Regions from separate parts of the Rattus norvegicus genome. Here region 2 is linked to region 1. Evidence: chromatin contacts called from public Hi-C data. All regions are on one chromosome and are shown on one strand. Each heading gives the region's core, a stretch centred on a gene start, on an enhancer-like site or on the middle of the called end of the contact. The rest is flanking DNA. Distances are from core to core; before and after follow the strand shown.

Region 1 (7,940 bases), core at 3,951-6,450:
CTCAGGTCAACAGGTGGGAGTGGGAGACATGCAAGTGGGAGAACGCCAGCTGTTACGAGAGGAGGAGCCACTGCCGTGCAAAGGTTTGCCAAGATGTGTCTTAGTTGATGATAGCATGTGATGTGAGCACACATTTCAGTGGGGAGAGGTCACAGTTACATGAACATACATCACAAAGAAGATTTGCTACACTGGTTTACACACTGTGGGATGGATAGTCCTGCAATGGCTGTGGAAAAGTCAGGATGGTAACTGCTCAGTCCCTGAAGCCAGGAACCTCAGCACTCCCAATTTGAGGCCATAGGCCTGGAGGATTGCAGAGAGCTTCTGGTCCTCAGTCCACACTGGAAGGCTAAAGAAGCTGGTTCTGATGTCAGTGAAGAGCAGTGACAGCGGCAGCGGTGGCAGCAGGAGCAGCAGCTGTAGGTTAGATGCACTAACGAACAAGAGGGGAAGACAAGCAGATAAAACCCCCACAGCCTTGGCTCGTGAGATGGCTCAGTGAACAGAGGCACTTACCACTAAGCCGCATGTCCTAAGCTTGATCTTGGACACTCACATGGTGGAAGGAAAAAACTGATTCCTGCAAGTTGTTCTCTGACCTGCACACGTATTCTGTAACATGGATGCCCATATGTTCTCTCTCTCTCATACACACACACACACACACACACACACACACACACACACACGGGGGGGGGGAAGGGAGGAAGGGAGGGAAGAAAGGAGGGAGGGAGGGGAGAGAGAGGGGGAGAGAGAGAGCGCGCAAGAAATGGTGTGTGTGCGTGTGTTTGTGTGTGCATGCGTGTGTGTGTGTGCGCGTGTGCGTATGTATGTGCGTGTGTGTGTGTGTGTGTGTGTGTGTGTGTGTGTGTGTGTGTAAGTCAGCTTTTTTCTTTGGGCCTCCTTATATTAGGCTGCCTCCAGAAGACTCCATCTACTCTGGGAGAGAACTTTCTCTGCCTCTATTAGTCTTTCTTGCTGACCCTCTCAGAGGTGAGTCTTCAACATTCAGTGAAATTGGCAACCAAGATAAACCATAATAGAAGTGAGTCAGTAAGAAGTGACTGGTGCTATTCTCCAGGGGACTGGAGTTCAAGCATATGCCCTCACTCTCCCAGCCTTGGTTCCCATTCCTCAAGAATAGGCCGGAAGATCAGACAGGACAGGATGAGGTGCACAGGCAAGGGTGATGGTGGACCCTAAAAGGCAGAAGCTGCCTCTGAGGGTCCAGGCTCTTCCCACCCCACCCTGCTCCTGCCTGTTTTGGAGGCTATGGCAGGTTGGCTTCTCTGAATAGCAAAGTGTTATGAGGGTGGATGGGTGGGAGGATGTGTAACTGAGTGGAGACAGCCACTAAACTCAATGCAAGTTAAGGCCGCCTTTCTGAAGGCTGCTTCCATGGAAAAGCAACAATTTAAACAAGGAGATAAAGATCTTGGGGTCCCCAGTAGCAGCAAGATGCCATCTAGGGAGAGTTGTGCTGCAACCCATTAATGCTCAACAGGCTCCAAGTGCCAACTGAGGGACCGTTGAGGTGGTCAGCAAGTGCTACAGACAGGAAACTTTTGAAGTGTCTTAGGACTGCCATTCTGTCATGAAGCCAGCCTGCAGAAAGGAGGCCACCGGCCATTGGTGACAGCTGCAAGTTTTTTGGAGGCAGCTGGCAGCTGCAGGAACCAATGCTCCCATGCCACTCAGGTGTGGTATCTTGGAGGCTACGTCTCAGGCTCCGTGGGTCCCCAATGTGTCTGTCTTTGGCAAGACCTCAAATTGGCCGTCCTTCTTCAAAGAGCATCCGATGCCAGGCCCCTGGTGGAGTGAGTGGGAGTCCTCTGGAAACCAGCCTTTTTATTCTGAGATGAGCTTCAAGGAGAAACTATCCCCTCCAGAGTTCCTCCACACAGCAACAGGGACAGCTGAGCTCCGATTGGTTGAAAACATGTACACGCAAATAAGGTACAAAATGGGGGCCAATCAGCGTACAGCTGTCAAACCCAGAGGAGAAAGAGAAAGCCTTCCCAGACTTAAAGTGTTCTTAATTAGGTCGACAGGTCCCACGTCCCTCACCATGATGTTAAGGAAGTGGGCACTGAGCTGTCAAACCTAGTTTCCTCAGTTTCTGGTTGCTATAGCAATGCTCTGATCACCTTTGCACCAGAAACTGCTGCAATGTCCAGGAGCCAATCGTTGCTGCCGTTGCTATGGCAACGTTGCTAAGGCAACAGTGTGCTCCTTGAGGATCTGCAGCCTGCTTCCCTGCCTCAGGTGTATTTGGCTCTCTTCTTGTCAGTTCAGTCTGGGGCGGGCAGGCTGTCAATCAGCAGTGCCACCAGCTTAGACTTGCTTGAGCTTGGTAGCTGTCAGAAAGCTCCGTATGGGAGCCCCTGCAACCCCTACCCCCTAAACATTGCACAGAAAATTCTGTACTCAGATTGGGGTAGTTGTGGTGGTGGTGATGGCGGTGGTGCTGGTGCTGACGTTGCTGATGGTATCAAACCCATGCTAAGTCCAGTACTCTACCATGGAGCTACACCTGCATTTCTTGCTCATTGTAATTAAAAGGTAAAGTGAATGGTGTGAAAGGGAAAGAATAATAAACATACAATGTTCAGTAAGTCCATGTCCTATCACGACGACGACATTATAAAGTGAAAAGCCACCTCTTTGAAGCAGCCTTCTGTGGTTGCTGTGAACCTGGGCCTCGGAGCCTCAGCTTGTACACTTTGCAATAATACATGTAGAACTTATGATTTTTGTGTCCTTTTTAAAAGATCTGCCCCTCCTGAGAGCTGGAGAAATGACTTGGTGGTTAAGAGCACTTGCTGCTATTGCAGAAGGCCTGGCATTAAATTCCTAGCGTCCACATGGTGGCTAACAACTCCAATTCCAGGGGATCTGATGCTCTTTCCTGGCTTCTGTGGACATTGCATACATACGTGGTACATAGACGTAAACAAAGGCAAAAACCCATATGTGTTTTGAAAAGCAAATGCTTGGTTTCTCCCACTAGCCCTTGGGTTTGGCTGAGGCTCTCTGCTCTGTCTACTGCATGCACAGCTTTGGCCCTGTTGCTGGGTCTTAACGGATGTGCTAGACTGCCATAACAAAGAGGCCCTCAAGTCGAACCACTCAAATCACACAGCTCGTTCTCACATCTGTGACCTTGCAGACAGGTGGTTCAGCCTGCTGTGAGAGTCTGAAGAGATTCACAGTCTCCAGTGTTCCTCAGACTACCTCCTTCCTCAGTCACAAAAACCAAACCTAGCTCATGCTGTTAGACTAACTTTGCTCTCTTGGGCCTCAGCTGCTAGGTGCTGAATGCTCTGACTCGTTCTCCTAACCTGATGCTTACCTGTGCAGCTTCCCAACCTCCAGAGCGAGTCTCCTGAGACCAGCCTCATGTGTTTGTGTGTCTCTTGTGTGTTTGCCTTAAGTTTTATGCATTTATCCACACCCTTGATATTTGGGAAAGTGACTTCGCCTTCATTATTTTGCCCCAGTTTCTCTTGTATAAAATGGGGAAAATTTTGCCTTCCAGGGTTGTTTAGAGTTCAGTGTGAATGAGGCTTTGGGGACTGACTTAGCACTATGTTACTGACTGGCACTCAGTAAGAGCTGATGTTATCTTTGGAGTTTTTCAGCTTCCCCAGAAGGTGCACAGTCAACATCACCTCATTCATCTCTAGATGTAGCACTGAAAGTCCAGGAAATAGATTCAACCTTCCAAGTCCAGGGTGCTGGCAGATGGCCCAGGCTGGGCTGAATACAGGCTGAATTCCTCATTGTACCAGAGGAATCAGGAAGACTCCCCTCCCAGTTTGTAATAACCAAATGCTGCTCCTTCTTTCTCTCAAGCCCATAGCAGCTTTGACTCATAAGTCCACTGTCTGATTTACTACAGTTCAAGCTCTGTAACTCCTAGCACATAGGCTAGGTCACATGGTGTAGAAACTCCCGCAAACTTCTTTTTTTTTTTTTTTAAGATTTATTTATTTATTATATATAAGTACACTATCTTCAGACACACCAGAAGAGGGCATCAGATCTCATTACGGATGGTTGTGAGCCACCATGTGGTTGCTGGGAATTGAACTCAGGACCTCGGGAAGAGCAGTCAGTACTCTTAAACACCGAGCCATCTCTCCAGCCCCCTCCCGCAAACTTCTAAGAACAATGAATTGCCTTTGTCCCCTGAACTGAAGGCAGTGTCTTCTCCAGATCAGCCCCACTACCCATGGCTGGTAGTAATTCCTGACTGACCTCACACTCCTACAGACAATTTTTTCCCCATCTCATCTTTGAAAATCTATATCCTGTTTTCTGAAAATTATCTAACAGTAGACACATCAGAGGCATTCTTCCAAACTGTCAGCCCACATTAGGACTTGGCTGGCAAATACATGCTGTTGGTGCTCATGCCAGAGAGACTGAGTTCAATCCTTGGAACTTACACAAAGGTGGAGGGGAAAACTTGTCCGACCAGAGCTGACTTCCGGATCTTCACATATGCATTGTGGCATGTGCCTCATGCCCCAAAAATCAAAACAACAAATGTTGCGGGTTCCCTTCACACGAACCTGTGGCTCCTGGGCTCCCAGCTGCCATGTTAGTCCCTAGCTGCTCCTCTGGTCAGCTGCTCCTGTTTGGTTGATGAGGACAGCTGGACCAACAGAGGTCCATTGTCTCTTCTTCTGACCTCCATTGTTGGGGCCTCCCAGGCTCCAGCCATTACAGACAGCCCCAGCTGTCGGTCAGCTTCCAGGTTCAGGGTATAGGGGAATAGAGACAGGAGAAATGTTCAGTTATACACGACTGGACCAGACCTGATCTACAATAGGGAAACAGGTTCAGGGCATTTTATGATTAAGTGGGAAGTGCTTATACCATGGTGAAATGGCCACAGATAGTACAGGAATGGAAGGCTGCACTCCAGGAAAGAACATATAGCAGGGCTGATAGGCCCAGAACAGACATCTCACCACCACACAGTGCAGGGAAGCCAAAGAACTCATCAACTAAGCAAGTATCTATTTCTACCCTGGGAATAAGGGCGGAGCTGCGCATAACCACGCCCCCCAGGCGGCACTCCATTGGGTGCGTCTCCTTGGCCGGCGCGGTCCGGTTGTCTGTGACGCAGCCGCAGGCCAGAACTCCACCCCCAGCTCCCAGCGCTATGGAGGCGTGTTCTGCGTAGGCCCTCCCCGCTACACCCCTCCCAACCCTCCCCGTGCGGAGTGGTGTCCAGAGCAGGCAGGGCCGGCTGCGGGATGTGAGTGTGCGGGTTCGCGCGTGGGACCAAGCATGGGTTCTGGGGATCCCCGTGGGCACGGCGGGACAGTAGGAGGAGGGCAGGGTGACCGTGCGGGTGAACGGTGGGTCTCCCTTCCGCAGGGCACCGCGGTGGGCTGCAGGGCTGCGACGAGGGCACAGCCTCCTGCAATCGCGGTCTACGCACTACTTCCCCCACCCCACCCCCTGCGCGTTTTGTTCCCAGCAACACAGATGCGTGAGCTAACTCGTGTGACAGCCACATTCCAGCCCTCTACACCCTACACCCCGCCTTCCCCCGTACAGGCCTTGGGCCTTGGCGCCAGTAACTCCTGAATACACCTGGCACTGGCATGTGACCTTGGGCACACCTGGTTCCCAGAGCTGCTGTGAGGACTGTGTTGGAAGCTGGTTTAGTCAAAGCCAGCCAGGGTTCAGGAAGGAGCTGTTTTCATTCCTGTTGGTTGTTAAGTGACCTGGTGTGAGTGGGGAGGGGGAGACTCTTTCCACAAGGAAGCTGTTGTCTATATCTGCGTCTCTTCTGCACGTTGAAGGCCTCACGCAACACAGCTGTACCAGCATGTACCAGAGAAACGCTGGCCCATCGTGTACTCTCCACGTTACAACATCACCTTCATGGGCCTAGAGAAGCTGCACCCCTTTGATGCTGGGAAATGGGGCAAGGTGATCAACTTCCTGAAAGGTAAGAGCCCCCCAAGACTGGCATCCACTTCCTCCATTTCCCTGTTCTCACCACCTCCTCAGACTTGTATCTACCTTCTCCATTTTTTCCTTCTTCAGGTCCTCATCACCCCCCTCGGTCCTGCATCTGCCTCCTCCATCCCTGTATTCATCACATTCTTATCTGCTTTCAGCCCCCAGACTGCCTCTGCCCTGCTGTTAAAGGGTCTTTCCAGACAGGCTGCCAAGCAAGAAGGGCCCTGTCTTGTATTCCCACCAGTTAGATCTAGTCCCTGTCTCCCCCCCTAAAAATCTAGAGCAAGCTCCTAGCTCTGCGTTGTGCAGAAAATAGGATCAAATTAGACATTATAACACAGCTGTTTCTGTTGGGCTTGTTTTTGTTCCTCTGGTGACCTCCTATCTACAGCAAGTGGTACAGCTTTTCCCTCCGCTGTAGGGACCGACCTGAACATCCAAAGGAAATCACGGACTAGAAAGCACACAGGTGACGCATGGTGTTATTGTAAGCCTGGGATACTAGCCTTGCACGTCTGTTGCCTGCACAAATGTTTTCCTGCTGGTGCTCTCTGCCCTGACCTGGGCTCCTGCCTCTTTCCGTGGCACAGCAGAAGGGCTCTTCATCCCCCTCAGCTGGGAGTGAGCAGCCAGTCCCTTTGAGGATGAGGAAGGATGGGAGGTAGGACCACAGGGCAGGCTCCTTGGGCGCCCAGGTAGGAAGGGAGCTGACTGAGTCTGGAGGTGTCAGAGGCCATGGGACACTGTGGGAGGAAGCCCCTGCCTGGATCTCTGTATAGATGTGGATGGGACTGGTTGGTTTCTGAGCATGACTCATTGACAGTAGACCTTAGATTCTGATTTCTCTAGAACCAGAGCATCATGGCCCAGTCTCACCGGACTTTGGGGGAAGTGTCTGGTCTCTCAGCCTCAGTTTCTTTTGCAAAATGAATCTTTGGTAGCCATATACAGAAACCTGTCCCTGCAAGCCACTCAGACACCCTGGTGTCCCCTATACCACCTACTCCTCTGTTTACTGCATATTTTAAGATGCTTTGAGATTTTTCAAAAACTTAACTTTGTTTTAAAAGGAAACACATGTCCTCAAAATGGGAAAAGGCAGTTTCACTTGCCATAAATAGAAGGTTGCAGCAGGAAGATAGCGCTCTGAAAACAGCAGTTGCGCAGCTCTGGCTTCTGCTGCCTGTGAGCCACTGCTCTCCTTTGGTTAGCAAGGGGCATGCTCAAGGCTCAGGCAGAGGAAAGGCCACATTGTCCCGAGCCACCTGTGGAGGGAGAGTTGCGCTGAAGAGCTTTTTCTACCTTGAGAACAATCCTGTTGTTTGTGCTGTCTGCTTCTGGAAGTCATCCATCTGTACCTGAGTTCACCTGGTGGCCGTCAGCAGCACAGAAAATAGAGAAATGGCTGTGTGTTTCGAGTGCCCCACACTGGCCTAGGGAGGCAGCCGTTCTCAACCCACAAGTTCACTGTGTGCTGAGGGGCTGCCAGGGGCTAGCCTGCAGCCTGAGGGAGGAGGGTCTAGAGGCTGGACCTGCTTTGAGAGCTGGGAAGGCAGCAGGGTCTTCCTCTGTGGTTCCAGAAGAGAAGCTGCTGTCTGATGGCATGCTGGTGGAGGCGAGGGAGGCCTCGGAGGAGGACCTGCTGGTGGTGCACACAAGGCGCTATCTCAACGAGCTGAAGGTACAGTACCAGGATCTTCGGGCTGTGGTGAGAAGCAGTGGCTGGAGGGGGAGAAGCTCAGCTTTAGGGGTCCTGTCCCCAGCACAGGGGAGGTTCTTAAGATAAGGAGGGGGCCATAAGATATCTCTGTGGGTAGTCAGCTCCCCATTGTCAGGGTATATGCAGACGGGGTGTGCAGACAGAACCCCTTAGAGGTTTGGGCATATTAGTGACTTTCAGCCTATGCTCTGGACAGGGCTCAAAGGCCGCTGCTGGCATCGCTTTAGTGGGA
Region 2 (7,940 bases), core at 3,232-5,731, 130 kb after region 1:
CGGAACCTCGGTGCCTCCGCCTGGGAATCAGATGTCCATCTTCAGGAACAGAATATTAAGTGCTTTAGCAGATCCGAGTGAGGCTGTGGACAACTCGCACACCCCAAGTCTGCTTCCCCAAGTGAAAAGGAGGACCGAGAATGGACCCATAGTGTGGGATTTGGGGGCAAGATACATGACCCAATGAGCAATGCCTGCCAGGTACCCAGCACGGTAAATTGTAGTTCTCAACAACTACAATAGCAAAGCCATTTGTGACTTGGGGCTGAGAGGGAAAGAGACCCGTGTTCAGGTGTACATGCCAAAAGTTTTCCAGGAAGGATGGTTTATTCGCCTGGTTCTTCTTAGGAAAGAGGTGGTCAAGATCCTCTGGGACTGTCCGTTTGACAGAGGGGACACTGGGGACCAGAGAGGCAGATCCAGGCCTGGGATTCCCATCTGATTCTTGAAGGTCAATTACTCTGCTCGGTTGCAGGACCTTTTCTGGATGGAGGGTTCTCAGGTTGTCCCTTGTTCTCGATACTGAAGGCCCCTGAGTTAGGCTATGAGAGAGGAGAGAACTTTGAGTGCCTAGTCCTTGGACGGGCGTCCTCCTGAGAGGTCATGAGAACTTCTCATGGGAGCCTATTCTTTCAAGGTCTAGGACACTGATGCTTGCGGTGGGTGGGTGAATCCAGAGGGTTGAAGCCCTGGGGTGGGGGAGGGGAGGTGCAGTGGGGGGAGGGAAGTGCAGTGGGGGAGGGGTGCCTGCCTCTCCCTGGGAGTGAACCTCAGCTGTACTTTTTGTGGCAGTATATTCCTCTCTCCTCAAGCCCTTGAGCAATGCCCACAGCTGGATTGGTGTAATGGCCCTGAGTCTTGGGCACCCCCTACCTCTCCAGGGTTGCTCTCCTTGTGAAGGTGCTATTTACAGTGAAAACAGCCATTGAAGCAAATCGCAAAAATAATGTCAGTTTCCACTTTTGACAAAAATGGGAAGGCAGGTGGCTTCTTGTCTGCGATAAGCACATCTGCTTCTGCAGTAATTACTATCTGAGATAATTATGAAAAAGAATTTAAATACTCAGGGCATGCGCGGGGCCAGGACAGCGTTCTTTCTCCTTAGTCCTAATCTCTTCTGCAAGTCGGAGTCTTGTCCCGACCGACCAGGACAGCACTGGGCAGGCCGAGGTGCAGGGGTGGGATGGAGGAAGAGCCAGGCTGGGCAGCTGCCCCTCTATGCTTTCCCAGGCTTTGGTGTCCTTCCCTGTAAACCAGCTGGAGTCCGTGAGAGCCTGGTGAGGAAATAAAGCAGGCGAGTGGTGAGGAGCCTGCCATGTTGTGTGTGGGCATAGCCAGGCTTCTGATTTAATCCTCTTCTTTGTTTGGGGGGAGCAAAGGAGCCTCTGAAATCATCCCCCAGCTTTAGAACTCCTCAAATGGAGATGGACCTCACTTCTGGGATGCAGAAGTCACAGTAGCAGGTGTCCAGAGCCTAGAGAAGAGCGGTCCAGCCTTAAGGGATTCTGATCTTGGTCTGGGATGGTGATGGAATGGGGCCAGATCTGGACCCAGACCCCAGGGCAGGAGGCTGATTCCAGCCCTGGACTACAAATCAGCTTCCTTGTTCCAGCTCAGTAGCAATGACTAAATCACAGCAAGTAACTGATCCCCTGTGGTGTCCAAGCAGCCACTAGGTGACCATTTGGTAAGAAGAGGGCACCCTGATGGTCCTTGTCCTGAAATTCTACTGGAGAGTGGATCAGGAGCCAGGAGAGTCCATCCTTGATAGAATCTGAGTCGGTGACTTAGCCAATGAGACACAGAGGACAAAGGGGAGGGGCAGACAGAGCCTTGCTCAGGCTTACCATTCCTGTAGCTGACCCTAGGCCTTGTGATGGCCACAGGGACATGATGAGCAGGAAGGAGGAGGGACTGGCCAAGGAAACCTTGGAGGACAGGTCCTTGTAATTGGACAGAACAGGATAAGGTAGGATAAGGTGGCTGGCTCTGCCCTGAGTCTAACATACAATACAACATCTAACTTGGAACCCTCCATGCAATGGATTGTTAGGCTGTGAAAGAAACCCCATTGGCTTAAACATGACAGGGAAGTCTAACTTTTTCATATGTAAATCTTCTAGTTGGTAATATAGGCTGGAAAAAGGGACCAGCTTCCTTCTAGCTCCTGGTTCTACCAAACCAAGGGGGATACCTAATATGGCTGCCAGGTTCCTGGCCAGAGTATCTTAATTCTATCTAGCAGGCCAAAGGAGGACAGAAGGGAAAGGAGCCAAGTGGAGGTATCCGTTATGTCCTTAGAAAGGCTCCTGAAGCTGGTATACAGCTTTTGCTTACATCCATGTATGTGGAGGGCCGATCACAGACCATTCCAGGATGCCAGACTGAAGGTCTAATGCTCTCTGAAGTGGAGGTCAGGAATGGAGCCTGCAGCTGACTGTGTTGGAGCACAGTCTTAGGGCCTGAGGAATGGACCCAGACAAGCTTCCATGTCCCAGGGTCCCTACAACAAGCTATGCAGACTGAGGAACAGAGCCCTGTGCACCCTTGAGACTCCCCTTTGGGGATGGCAATCCTCTTGGATAGCCTCCTCCCTCACCATGGGCTTCTCCTTCTGCTCGTGGAATCCACTTGCCTTCACACATGCCTGATGTGCAGCCTGCCAGGGGCACAGGAGGGGTGCCCAGGAATGCCTGCTCTTTGGATGGAGCCTTGCTCTACACAGACTCCAGAGGGCAGGCTCTGCCTGGAGTCAGGAAGCAGCTGCCATGGGGTCAACAGGGAGAACGGGAGGGGATAGCTATCTGCCTGGGAGTTCAGCTCCCAATCTTATGTTCAGGTTCCGTGTAAGACACTGGGGTGGGTTCTAGGCACAAACCCAAGCAGGAAATAAAGTAGGGTGATGGCAGAGGGTGCTTGTCAGTGACTCACTGGTGCCATGGCCAGAGAGTTTCTGGGAAAGCACCACCTGATCAGAGACCTGTGAGATGAAAGGGGGCAACCAAGCCTCTGATCAAAGTGTTCCAGAGCCCAGCCATGCAAAGACCCTGTAGCAGCTGAGCCTGATGTGTCAGTTATAGGCAGGCTGAGAAGGGGGAACACACTGGGAGAAAGGAGAGCTGCTGGGACATAAGGCCGTGGAAGTGCCACTATGGACCTCCCAGGCCACCCATCTCTCTCCTGAGGCCCACTGGCTTCCTCGCAGCCACATTTCCCATTCAGGCTTCATCTTTTCCCAGTTGATTTTGTTCTTGCCTCAAAGACCTCCAAAAATCATTGGCTTAGATGGTAGAGATCCAGCACTGCACTGTAGACCTCCAAAAATCATTGCAAATGCCAGCTAGCGATACAGTAATACAGTATATGGTATTGTAGATACCATCCCCAAAATGTGGGTACTTGGTGCTGCAACGTAGACGCAACGCTCTGGCGCGTAGATGCCTTGGAAAACAGACCAAATCCTGCATCATAGACAGATGCCGACTTTCGTCCCTGAGTGAAGTTAGACAGGGAGTTAAGGAGGCTCATGGCTTTGTGGTTTTGTAGCTGAGAGAGGGCCTGGAGCTCACGGTTGCTGGCCCATTGCTCTAGTCACGTGGCCCTAGAGTTGGTCTCCAGTGCTTTCCTGTATTGATGCGGTACCCACACTCTTGAGGATGGGAACCACATTGCTCTGATTTAGCAGAGCAAGGGGTCTGCCTGGATGCTCACAACAACTAAGAAAACAGCGCCCTTGTGTGCCACACCCCAGCATCAAACTTTACCCTGAGCAGCCTCCCTTCAGTTTCCCAGCAATACTGTCCCCACTTGAAACTTAGGCTCAGGAAATGGAGCCTTAAAGCTTGGACTTAGAAGGACAAATTGGAGCCTACAGGACACAGGACAGGACGGTATCCCAGTATACTCAGCCACCCACTCCTCTCTCTCAGGTTCTGCCCAGTGTCAGGCCCTGTGCTGCAGAGAAGTTCTGAACTGGCCTCATGGTGGTGGGAAGCTAGGCACAGAGCAGAAAAGCAACTAACCTCATACCTCATAGCCCCTCTGTGGCACAGCCAGACTCTAACCGTCCACACGGAGACAGTCAAGATGGAGATTGGAGGAAGGCTGCCCCCCAGTACCTAAGTTACCAGGTGGGGAAACTGAGGCAGCTATGTGTGGCAGTTGGGCACTGTCGATAGCCATAGGTGGCAACTGCTCAAAATCAATACCAGAGGTATTTTTGGAGCTGTGAGTTACCCCTAGAAACTCACAGAGGTAATGACCAGCCCAGGGTCATGCAGCACATTGGAAGGCACATCAGACCCAATGGGCCTCCTCCCATGCTGGCATGAGGAGGCCACCAAGGAGAAGAAAGGAGAGAGGCTGTCTTCCAGGCAGACTCCTTATGGCTGGCAATCACGTCATCGGCTGGGACACCACCGCCCCCGGAGTCACCGTCCTGTCCTTCATGACCTCATCTCTTGGCTGGGTCCCAGCACAGTGCCTAGTGCCTGGAATCAATACCTCTTGGCAGCAACCAAGTCCCTGTGTCTTCCTGCCCCACATCCCAGCACATCGACCCACAGGCTAGCTTCTGCACAGCAAGAAGTCCATGGAAATCAGTATACCCGCTCTCCTTATTTACGGCCTTGAGTCCTCCACCCAAATCCAGCTTCCTACCCTCCTCTCTAAGCTAGGCAACTTGGTTCTTTCAGCATAGACATCCCAGGTCTGCCATGTGACCCAGCTTTAGAGTCCCTGTCCTGCCCCCAGGAGGTAGTCATCATGGCACAATACCATTGAGAATCTGAGTAACAAGGAAAGATCAGAGTGGGCATTGCCTGTCATCTCTCACGCAGAGAAAGCAGGGAAGCCCGCCTCCCCTATGGCTGCTTGCAGGCAGGACTGGTTCCTAGGAAGAAGGATGGGGGGATGAGTGTGGGCTTAGGAGTAGGTCAGCAGGTGGGCACTCTTACTCAACAGAACTCATGATGACAGTTTGAGGGCAGGAGAGCAGCATGTCTCTCTCTGAGTCTCAGTTTCCCCAGCTGTATAACGGGAAGAAATTTAAGAGGGATATGGGGCAGGTGCTCAGCAGAGGTTGGGGTGCTGCTATCTTTTGAGCCCCACACGGGTGACCTCATTTTGTTTTCATGATACTTGCATGACTCTGAGTCCTTTTACTTTCCCCCATTTATGTCTAGGTAAACTCAGCCCTCCTGAGAGGCCATAAACAGAGGCCACGTGACTCATGGGTTAGAGTGGGAGTCCTCACGTAGAATCTACTGTGTTCTGCCCAGGAACACAGGGGTGTACTGATGACTGCAATTAGTCTTCTTTTGGTGTGCTGGGAGAGCCTGGGGCAAGCCCGTCTACAGACCTCAGTCTCACTCTAAAACATTATACACATGTGGTTCTGTCAGTGATCCACTGGGGATGGAGGATGAGGCATAGGATTGAGTCTTTGGAAACTTCTGGTAGGTAGGGGACTAAAGCCCAGGCTGGTAAGGCACCTTGGGGAAGAGGAGATCTGGGGCCCCACTCTGGCACTGAGGCTGTCACTGGGCTGTCCCCGTCCCAGGAAAGGTCAAACTGCCTCTGTATTTAAGACTGGGAGATAACAACTAAGCTAAGATGGAGATGGTCTGAAGCCATGGAGTGGCCTTGTCACTGGTAGGAAACCTGTGAAGGGGAAGGAACTGGACATAAAGTCAGTTATGACATCACAAGCTTCACATGGTTAGAGGGGGAAGACATCACTGGGTACTGGGCACTCAGGAGCTCAGACCTTGTTTTACAAAAAACAAACATGCCCTTGGGTTTTATTACCTAAGGTGTAGAGCCCCCTGGGAGAGAGAGGAGATTGTTACCTCCACCCTTGAGTCTGCAGTTAAGACCTTTGAGACAATGCAGATGTCATCAGGTGTGCTTTAGAGCGGTCAGTCAGGTGAGAGACATCTCTGTGAATGAGGAGCAATGGAAGGAATTGGGTTTCTTGGCTTCAGAGCCCCAGGCATTACTTCCCACAAACATTCGCAGGGCTACACCAAAATGCTTGTGACTGGGAGAGACAGGCAAGTCTGTGGGCTGGGACTTTCTCTGCCTGTAGTCTGACTGGAGGAGGAAGGTAGCCCTGGCTGAGTAAGGGCTTTTCCCAAGCTCTAGTTTCTCAGAAAGGGGTAGACTACCTTGGAAAATCTTCTATTTCTGCATTCACACACCCATTCCTATCTCTCTGACACTTTCCCACCCACCCATCTACCTATGCATGAATCTACTGGAGAATCCACCCACACATCCGTAGGGTCTGCCAGCCACCCATTTACCTTCAAACACACCCACTCATGCATTCATGCATGCATCCATACCTTCATCCTGCCCATGCTTCTCATGCATCCATTTGTCCATTCATCTGCCCATATAGGTATATGTATGCATGCATCCAGACGTTTAATAGTAGGCTGGCGACTGTGGTAGAAGCAGACACTATTGCTATTGCATGAATCACCCACCAAGTGGGAGCACGCATAAACAGCCACCCAGGGGGATGGAGAGCAAGATGGACATCCTGCTGGTGGAGATGGGACCTAGACCTCAGATAGGATGATTTTGATGACTGTGGGTCAGGAAAGGGCAGGGCAGTCCCTGACCTTGGAAGAGGGAGTAGAGCAACTCATAATGGGGTCAGATTGGTTTACCATCTTTTTGGCATTGGGGATAGCATAGCTAGACAGGAGTCCTGAGTGAAGAGCCCAGCATGCTATTGTAAGAGGGTGGAAAGGCAGCAAGTGAGTTGGGTTGGTCTGCCTTAGTCCCTCAAAGTAGGTGACATCCCTCACATCAGGCACAGGCAAATGTACATGCTAACATGTGGAAAGTTCTGGGCCTCTAGGGAACTTTATCAGCACCTACTTTGCCTCCCTCTCCCTCATGTCTTCCCTCTTTCTCCTCTCTCTCCCCTTCCTCCACCCCTTCCTTCTCTTCCTCCCTCCCTTCTGTTTTTCTGCACAACATAAAGGTCTTACTCTCTAACCCAGGCTAGCCTGGAAGTCATATACCCCTCCCTGATCCCCCACCCCCATGCTGAGATCCTACAGCCCACCATGACCTCCCACTTTGCCTTCTGAAGGAAGATCACTGTTTAGTGAGGGAAGACAAGAGAATTATCACTCCATGTTTCAGGGCCCATGGGATCAACATGGTCAATTAGAATAGAGCGTGCTTGGGCATAGCGATGGGATACTTGGGGGTGATTACATGACTAAAACAGGCCAGTGAGGGGCCTCCTGAGAGTGCTGCACCTGGTGGCCATCTTGCTTTCCACAGGTTGAGAAGAATGAGGAGACTCAGAGGCAAAAGGCACAGGCTGCTGGGTAACTGCAAGTGTCTGCATACTTTCCAAGTTGGAGCCCTTTACCACCCAAACAATCCTGTGGGGAAACTGAGGCCATGTGATTGGCTCAAATCTCTTGCTTGACTTGGTCAGTATTCACAACCTGTGGGGACAGCCAGAGAGCAGAGAGGTGTCCATCATCCCACAGTGCTTGTAAGGCCTCAAGGTAGCCCAGGTCCTCAGTTCACCTCCTAAGGCAGGAATTTCCCTGCTGAAGCTCCCTCTCTAATCTCATTCTGGCCTCAAGAAGTTCCTGACATCTCAAATTGTCTCCTGTCATCAGCAGACCAGGAAGAAGCACACAAGGGTTCGGACACCAAAAGAAGTGAACTAGACACTGTGTTCTTGATGCAGCCCTCTGCAGAGGGGACACTGAGACCAAAGGCTTCTGGGAGGGAACTCAGCTGAGGCTGACTGCTGGGTAGTGGCAGGTATCCTATCTTGCCATGCCTCTGTGATGGTCTCCTGGAGCTGTCCAGCTGCCCCTGGGTGTGCTCTGTCCCCTGGCCACCTTCACCAAAGGGAGTCATCTGTGCCTTCATAAAAGGATCAGAGGGCAGCTTGGGGA

Evidence for each region. A called contact is a pair of places that touch in the nucleus more often than the background predicts.
Region 2: a Hi-C map of hepatocytes shows a contact between it and region 1, with 1.8 times the contacts expected there. The contact joins the enhancer-like site here to the promoter of Hdac11 in region 1. A contact is called at or near these places in 12 of 12 Hi-C or Micro-C datasets (the A7r5 cell line, the Rat2 cell line, Schwann cells and 7 more) and 1 of 1 datasets of contacts at active chromatin or transcription factors (oligodendrocytes).

What each region holds. Positions count from the first base shown.
Region 1 is chr4:125,202,128-125,210,067 of GRCr8, forward strand. It overlaps Hdac11 (histone deacetylase 11), which reads left to right and starts at 5,201. Exons shown (of 10, transcript NM_001106610.2): 1 at 5,201-5,272; 2 at 5,826-5,974; 3 at 7,569-7,669. The coding sequence starts at 5,271. LOC134486816 (a long non-coding RNA gene) reads right to left here and starts at 5,146. Exons shown (of 3, transcript XR_010066213.1): 1 at 4,888-5,146; 2 at 4,581-4,758.
Region 2 is chr4:125,334,655-125,342,594 of GRCr8, forward strand. No RefSeq gene overlaps it. Among named protein-coding and RNA genes, the nearest start is that of Fbln2, 77 kb to the left of the region's middle. Within about 2 kb of position 4,482, at least 3 of the 93 cell types and tissues checked have an H3K27ac peak or open chromatin away from gene starts, as enhancers often do. A contact at or near this core is called in hepatocytes and liver, where this site is marked.